Linked DNA regions of Rattus norvegicus: region 1 is linked to region 2. A link is a contact called in public Hi-C data. All regions are on one chromosome and are shown on one strand. Each heading gives the region's core, a stretch centred on a gene start, on an enhancer-like site or on the middle of the called end of the contact. The rest is flanking DNA. Distances are from core to core; before and after follow the strand shown.

The links. Hi-C and Micro-C count contacts between places; a contact is called where the count stands out from the background.
Region 1: a Hi-C map of prefrontal cortex shows a contact between it and region 2, with 4 times the contacts expected there. The contact joins the promoter of Ebag9 here to the promoter of Eny2 in region 2. A contact is called at or near these places in 9 of 12 Hi-C or Micro-C datasets (the A7r5 cell line, Schwann cells, frontal cortex and 5 more) and 1 of 1 datasets of contacts at active chromatin or transcription factors (oligodendrocytes).

The regions. Positions count from the first base shown.
Region 1 is chr7:77,692,822-77,697,354 of GRCr8, reverse strand. Ebag9 (estrogen receptor binding site associated antigen 9) reads right to left here and starts at 1,742. Exons shown (of 7, transcript NM_001009665.1): 1 at 1,548-1,742.
Region 2 is chr7:77,478,500-77,482,451 of GRCr8, reverse strand. It overlaps Eny2 (ENY2, transcription and export complex 2 subunit), which reads right to left and starts at 1,613. Exons shown (of 5, transcript NM_001130580.1): 1 at 1,478-1,613; 2 at 131-207. The coding sequence starts at 1,483. It overlaps Nudcd1 (NudC domain containing 1), which reads left to right and starts at 1,877. Exons shown (of 10, transcript NM_001130561.2): 1 at 1,877-2,057. The coding sequence starts at 1,943.

The DNA of each region.
Region 1 (4,533 bases), core at 493-2,992, 210 kb before region 2:
TTAAAAATTAAAAACGTATTATTCCTTGGGCCTTTAAAATGTTCAGGATTTAGTTCAATAGTTTCACCATTCCCATTTAACAGATAAGACCCGTGAATGGTCTGAGTAATTTAAACAGGTTAAATCAGGAGTGGGTGGAGGAGGAGAATCCTAAAGCCAGGCTCTCTCTCTGGACAGATTATGTTTAAATGATTTTTATTGTATACATATCACTACAGTCTGACTTCTAAAATATCCTATAGATTCTCAATTAGGAAGACACCTATTTAGGGCTACTTTGCAATTTGGGTACTTTAAAATGCTTTCTAGAACTTGGCAATATTGAAATAACCTACTAAAATACTCGAATTAAAAAAAAAAGTCCTTAAAATGACTAACAAAATGCAGAAACGTTATGCCAGAGGAATAATTCTAATGAAATGACATCTCCAATTAAGCAATAGGTAAGCTCTGTTGTGACAACTAAGAAAGATTTCCCTATAAGTGGGAGGAGGGCAGAAAGAAAACGAATCCTGCATGATGTAGTCAATCTCTCCTTGTGCTCAGTTAATTTCTTCACATCCTAAAGTATACACCAATTAAACTAAATTCCTTTAAGGGGATACTCACTAAACCAGTCATCTAATGCTGTCCTAAACCTTTTCATTTCTAAGTCTTTCCATACAATTACTTGAAAGTCCTACGACCTACCATAGCACAGAATACACTCAAAATTAAGTCTGTAACTCACTAAAGTTAAATATCATAAAGCTCCCAAATAAAAATCTACCTGAACTCAAACACGAAAAAGAAAGGGTCAACACCAGAGACTAGTAAGCAGAAACAAGTGCAGTTTTGGAAAGCTGGTGGTAAAAAAACCTAACATTCTGTACCATCAGGCCTTCAAATCTGACGGTTACCGAGGAGAGTTAAGGTCTTCTGAATGACTCGACGGAGCGACTCATAACTAAAATAATTTTCACTTTGAGATTACCCACCTAGAACTTGGTGTCGAAAAAAAATCATACCCACTGCACAGATGAGCAAAACAACACACACGCGAGCTTTCTGGTTACGCAATCCCACGCCCCGTGGCAGGCGTCAAGTGAGGCGCTCTAAACTGCTGAAGGTGGGAGCCGGGTGGGCTGGGATTTGGATGTCGGGCAGATCGGCCCCCAGAAGTGCAAGGCCCGTAGAGGGAGGGCAGGAAAGTGGCACATTGCCCTTTGGGAAGACGGAACGTGGGGCTTTTCCGGGTCGGCAGCTCACAGGCGGGTCTCCCGTGCGTGAGCGCAGCATAGCTAGGGGACAGGGACAAGCCGGTTCCTAGCCACGTTGGGCTCTCCCCACAGGTCACCCTGACCCGGAAACAGTACCCCTGAGTGGTGGCCCAGCAAGTGGGAGGTCGAGGTAGAGGGCCGAAGAGGAAGGCGGGAGGGCAGGAAGTACGGGGCGACCCAGAGGGTGACGAGGAAGCGCGGCCACCAGCCGCAGGCCAGACCCAGGTCAGGAGGCGGGTGGGTAGAGAAAAAGCCCCTCGCGGGCGCGCGCAGGCCGCACACACTCACCTGCCCCTCCCCCTCCCCGCCCGCCCGGCGGAGGCTCCGAGCTGCCGCGAGCCACGCGCGCTCACGAGGCGCGTGCGCGCACAGCCGCTGTCTGCCTCGAGCTCGCTCTCAGCCAGCTCAGTCCCTGCTCCGCTCATTCAAAGCCGGGCGCGCGCTCCGTCGCAGCCGCCGTTGCCGCCGCGCAGCCGCCATGGCCGCCCCTTCTCCCAAAACCCGCCCGGACCCCGCCCTAGCTCCTCCCGACCCCGCCCATTTCCCCGCCCAAACCCTGTTTCCAGGCCCTTGCTTCCGCATCCCTGTATCTCGTACTTCTGGCCCAATAGAGGATAGATACGTCATTGACGTGCAAGCCGCAAGCCAATGACTGCACAGGGGCGTGGTTAGTCGCGACAGTGCTAGTGCTTAGGCCTTTTGTTAATAGTGTGGTTGTTGGTTGAGTTTTTTTGTCCTGGAGCGTTTGGGCTCCCGCCAAGTTGTTCTCCTTTCCTTCCTTGTAGAGGAGTGTCTCACCTGTGACCAAGTCTCATTCTGTTTCATCTTTAAACCTGTCTGCTAGATGGAGCCAAGGCGAAGCTGCATGTGAATTGTGAAACTTCGGAGAAAGCCCCTCTGTCTCAGAATGATTTGGGTGTGACTAGGACAGACCCCAATTATTGCAGCACCTGAGACGTTTAGACCTCTCTTCCAGAATTTATCCTGATCTGCTTAAATTTTAGTTTAGTGTTTAATTGAAAGTAAGGGGTGATGTTTCCTCTAAGACCTTATTTCCTGCATCAGGAGCTAGCCATTTTACCAAGCTCTTGTCTTTTTTGTGGTTCTCTCTTGGAATCAGATACTTTTCTGCTGTTTGATTGGCCTTTTGTTTTGATTTTTCACTGTACATGTTACTTTGTTCCATAAAAGTACTTATACTTAAGGATACATTGTACCTTGAACAGATGCCCCTCCTACGCCCTTTTTTCCTCCCACCTCCCATAGGCCCTTGTTCTTGTAGACACGTTCACTTCTGCATACACAAATATATTCATTTCGTGTTTGTTTTTTCTATCTTGGATCCTTGTAAAAATCTCGAGTTTACTACTCTGTTGGATTAAGAACACTTAAGAAGCCACTGTTAGGAAGTGGCTGGGAAGGGAATGTGTGTACATATATTTATGTTTATGATATATCCAAAAGCTTAAAGCAGTTTTTTTTTCCAAATTCTTGCTCAGCTTGCCTTTCCTTTCTATACCTTTACCTTTTTAAGATTTCAACTGCTGCTGTTCTCTCACCATGATTCATCTGTGTATCCATGTAACCTGAAATAGTCTTCACCCACCCTCTTCACTGCAATCTGCTCCATGTTTTTATTACTATTTTATTGTCTTTTTATTTTCTTTGAGAAAGGTTCTTGCAATTCTGAAACTGAAGCCCCTCCTGCCCGAGCTTCTACAATATTCTGAGATTACGGGTGTACTCCGCTAATCCAAGACAGCAATTGAGTATTCTTACCTGCAGTGAGGAAAAAAAGTAAATTTAGGATTTCTTCTCTGGTTACCTGCAATGCTTTCAGTGTAGTCAGGCACATATCAAGCAATCACAGATAATAGCCATTCAACTATTACAAAGATGCAGCATTTTTAGTAACTACACCTCCGCACACCAATAAATAAATGAATAAATCTCCTGAAGTCCCCTACACAGATATTATAACTGTAATCTCTTGTATTGTTCAAATTCCAATAATCTATAATTTCTGGCATTTTTGGATCTTCCAAAGTCCTAGTATGAGCATGTTATTTTATTTTATGATTTAAATCTTTTTTAAAAAAAATTACTTATGCACCATGATAATTTTCCTTTTCATGATTTTTTTTTAATAATTCACCATTTTCAAATTTAAAAAAACAAAAGAGGAATATACTTCTAAAGGAACCCTGGTGGTTAGGTACTTGTTTCACAACATAGACCAAAAGAAAAGCGACTGTGTGGTCTAGTTTTATATCTACGTGTTATGGGCTAGAGTCATCAGAGAAGGAGCCTCTGAAAATTTCATTGAGAAAATGCCTCTGTAAGATAGGGCTGTAGGAAAGTTTGTGAGGCATTCTGTTAGTGACTGGTTGGGAAGGCTCAACCAAACGTGGATGGGGTCACTTCTGGGCTGGTGGTCTAGCTTCTATGAGAAATCAGGCTGAGGAAGCCACATGGAGTTTTCCAGTAAGCAGCATCCCTTCATGGCCTCTGTGTTGGGTCCTACTTCGAAGTTCCTGCCCTGTCTCAGCTTCTCTCCTGATTCCTTCATCAATGTACTATTGCTGTAAAAGCATAAGTCAAATAAACTCTTTCCTCCAGAACATGCTTTGGTCATATTTCATCACAGCAATGAGAATCCTAACTAAGATGACAACAAAACTGCATATTGCAATCCAAATTCACATATAAAATACATGTAAGAGCATATTTTAAATCTTGTTGGTGATCCTACATGCAACACTTCAGGACCCCTCACTGGGGACTACTTCTTGAAATGCACAACATTAAGTCTTATCCATTGCCCAAATCTTGTGTGGAGGCAGAAAAGAATGACCAGATGTAAAGTAGGAAGAACAAAAGAGATTTTATAATTCACAGTCTATTAAAATTACCATCAGAAAACACTCAGCCCGGGCTAGAAGATGGCTTGGCAGTTAAGAGCACTGACTGCTCTTCCAGAGGTCCTGAGTTCAATTCCCAACAACCACATGGTGGCTCCCACCCATCTGTAATGAGATCCCATGCATTCTTTGGTGTGTGTCTGAAGACAGCTACAGTGTATTCATATAAATAAATAATGTTTAAAAAAGAAAACACTCAGCCCATAATGGTTACTGCTGGTAAACGACTTATACTGGATTGCCTTTCTCAAGGGGACCTAGCTCTTTCTGCCTGTTCTGTGCATAAAGTATTTGCATTTTAAACATAAAAACATTTTAAAGCTTCTGATCTGCCTCCTTTTGATTTTACTCAG
Region 2 (3,952 bases), core at 364-2,863:
AGAAACTCTGATAATCTTTACTTTTCTATAATTCCTTCTGGATATGCTTTGGCCCTTGACACTTGAAATTCCTCCGATATAATTATTAAAGATGGTGAAACCTAATGCAGTGATACAATTTACTACTCACCGTTCTCTTTCTCCAGTTTCTATTAACTTTTGGTTAATCGCTGCTCTCATCTGCGCATCTTTGTTCATCTTGCTAACCTGGACATCGACATGCATTTTGAGATACATAATATTTAGAAAAGTGTTTCCCTCTAAGTCCTCTCTAGACAATCATCCTAACACATTGAACATTACAATAAGGAAGGGATGATAATTTCAAGTACCTTAGATGGTGTTATTCTTAGTATTATTTCCTGATTCCCAATTCCCATCCCTCATAAGCTCTTTACTGTTTTTTTTTTTAAGGGAATAACACTATCATAATACCATTAAGAACTTATGTACCTAAAACTGAGCAAATTTAACCCCCCAAACTTGCTCTAATGACACAATTCCATTTTACAGATGAGAACACTGAGGCACAGAGACAGAATGTGAAGTCAGGTACTTGGACACTAGGAGTCCCATCTTATTTAACTGTACATTAATAACTGACTACTGTTCATTTCTGCACCCTAACTCATTCAAATTTTGGGAGAGCCATATATAGTATACACACTAATAAAAGACAGCATTACGAAAAGTGAAATAAGATAATGTGATTTACTCATCAATTACAATTTATGGGGAATTACAACTGCTACCCTACCACGAATTTCAAATTAGTCTTTGAGAAATTCTCCATTTTAAATAAAAACGGCCAACCAATGCCAAAATCAGTGTAGGCAGGGAAAAAGCAAGGCTAACTTATGAGAGCATTTTTGCCACTTAAAAGTTTAAGATACAATCAGGTTAAAGTTAATGTTTTCCTACTTAATGTCACTAACTTGAGTACTTTTGTAATTTCCCGTCTTGTCTGTATGAAAACTCAGACTATAAAGAATTTTCAGAGTTGAACTACGCCAAGAGGCGGGTGAACGGAGGGTTAATAACTAGGCAACGCTTTACTTCTGTAGTTGGGGCTTAACATTTTGAAAATAACTGCAAAAGTTTAGACCGTACCATACCAAGAACAGCAAAACTTCGTCTCGTCTTGGCCCCTAAAACCACGGGTAGTGACCTTGGGCAAGTCACTTAATTCCTAAAGGCCTCAGTTTTCTCACTGGTAAAACAAGGGCGCTAGGGAATCCCTCCCAGTTCTGACATTCTTTGGGAAAATGAAACACGCCGGAGACAGCTGGAGAGGCGGGAGGGGAGGAGCCAGAAAACAAAGCGAAGACTGGCTCCAGGCCAACTCCAGCAGCACGCCCTGTCGGAGAGCCCTACAGGCCCGCGAGCGCGGGTCGGGGAAGCTAACGAAAGACAGCACATCGAAAGGAGCCTGGGCTGGGCCCGGGTCCCGGCCCTGAGGACCACGGGCATAGCTCACCACCATCACCGCGGGCGAGGGCCGTCCCTTCCCAGCGACGAAATGACCCTTGCGCTGACGACCGTTACCTACCACACTCTTCAGCTGCCCGGACTTAGACCCTCAGTAGCTCGGGCACCTAAGCACACAGAAAGCTAGACCACGCATTTCCGGGGCGGGATCTGGCCACCCTGCCTATAATGTGAGAATTCAACTAGCGCGGGCCGCCTTCTGGTCGCTCGGCCCTCTGGGTAGGGAAGTCCAGAGTCTGCTAAGTGGCGAGTGTTCGGTTGTCAGAACACTACATTCCCCAGCATGCAACGGAGTCAGCTTTCTCACGGACACTACATTTCCCAGAAAAGATGTGGCGCCGCAGAGTCCTCTGGGATGGGAACCACGCCGCTCTCCCAGCCTCAGTTCCAGGAGTGAAGCGCGAACCTTTCAACAAGAGCTTTATTGATTCTCTTGCTTGGATCCGGCAACGCGATGGAGGCGGCTAATTGCTCCCTGCGGGTGAAAAGACCCCTGCTGGATCCCCGCTTCGAGGGCTACAAGCTATCGCTCGAGCCTCTGCCCTGCTACCAGCTGGAGCTTGATGCAGGTGGGATCGGCGGCACCCTCTCGCACCGGGTTCCTTCTCGTTTAGGCTGCCATTGGCGCAACCCTCTGTCACTCCGGCTAGCCAGTCACGTCCTGTCGGTCTGCACCTAGAGCGGCCGTCCACGCGGGGACCCCAGGATGCCCCCATTTCTTTCCGCGCTTTAGCAGCGGGACTGTGGACTGGCCTAGGCATCTGTAGCTCAGGCTTAGATGTTTTCTGCCCATACATCTCTGGCCCTTGCTACGAAGGTTCAGGTTGTCCTTCCCTCCCAAACCACCTTTTGTAAACGTGTCCGCTGAGAAGCCACACCTCCTTGGAAAATCCCCAACTACCTTTTTTTTTCTTCTGACGCAGAAACATTTCTTGGAGAGAAAATTTTCCACATTCAGTTAGCAGTTTTAAGTATCCTGATACATAGAACAACGCCACAATTTATCGAGGGAAAGTGATTTAGTGCGCTTACTGCTCTTGCTTATTTATTTGTAACTTTCTAGAGGCTATTCGCCTTTTTACAACGTTAAGAATTGTAGTTTTGTTAACCAAAGTGTCCAGAGATTCGTGTTTTTAAATACAGCCCTCTGTAGATTCTGATTTTGATACACGTTTTCCATGGGTTGCACTTTGAGAAATAGTGATCTAGAGGTGTTAGTCAATAATGTATTAAGCATTCCCTATGTATCTATCTGTGTATCTTTTCTATAGATACAAAGGAGTCTGCATCCTTGACTGTCCTGGCACTTGCTGTGTAGTCCCGACTGGCCCAGAACTAACAGATGTCCTCTGTGCTGGGATTAAAGGCATATACCACCAAGCAGCCCAACAAATGCTTGTTTTTCTAAGTTTGTTTCTTAAGTATAGAAGTAATTATTGTGGGCCTGTTTTGTGTTTTCTTCACGATGATTAGGTGATTGGCACAATCATGAGTGCCTAACATATCATAATTCATTCAGGAATAAACATCTATTACAGTATGGGCAGGTAGGAACATGACCAAGTGTAAATGGTCTAACGGAGTATGCTTTCTCAAATTGTCTGGAGATCTGGTAAAGCTTCCAGGAGGAGTTGATGACTGAGTTGAGTTGTGAAGGATAGGCTGGTAACTGATGGCTGGTATAAGAGGAGAGGAGCTTCCAGGAGAGGAGCTTCCTTCTTTTTCCTCTTGGCATTTTTGTTGCTTTTGTTTCTGTCAATAAATGACCCCGCCATGTTCAGTTGGCCAAGTCATTGGAAATAAAACACAAAGGACCAAACCCTAATGGGCCAAACCAGAAGGTACTCACAAATGTGCAGGTCAGCAGGTCTTCCTCACTGCTTATTCATGTGTCTTTGCTCAGGTACGGGCCGGTCGAGGCAGGTCTAGTCATCCTGATTCCACCATCTACACCATTTGCTGGCTCTTTGCTTGCTCCAGCATTTGTCAGATGATCTTGACTTGAGTCTTCCACAGGCTGCTTGCAGGAAGTCAAGTCACAGTGCACATGCTGTTTCAGTGGCTTTAAAACAAATTTCCACATGTTCTACTGGGCAAAGCAAATTAAATAATCAAGTCAGGAACTGCTGTTGGCAGACCCTAGCTGAGGGTATAGATCCAGAGTGCTAAAAGTTGGGACAGTGAAAGTCTAGGAAGTTAGCAATTACTCCGTGTCAATGTGAAATCAAGGTACTAAACAGGTATCATTCCCAGGTTTCCTTGGGCCTTTGTGTAACCCCCTCCCTGCTCACACGTAGTCAGGCAGTGAGAATGCTTACTCTCATCCCGATGTCTCTTTATTTAGTGCCACCATAAAATGGTGCTGCCCCCATTAAGGTCTAGATAGTCTCTCATAGGTTTTCTCAGAGGCATATCCACTACATGATTTGGAATCCTATGAAGTTGACAGCCAAGATTAGAGCTG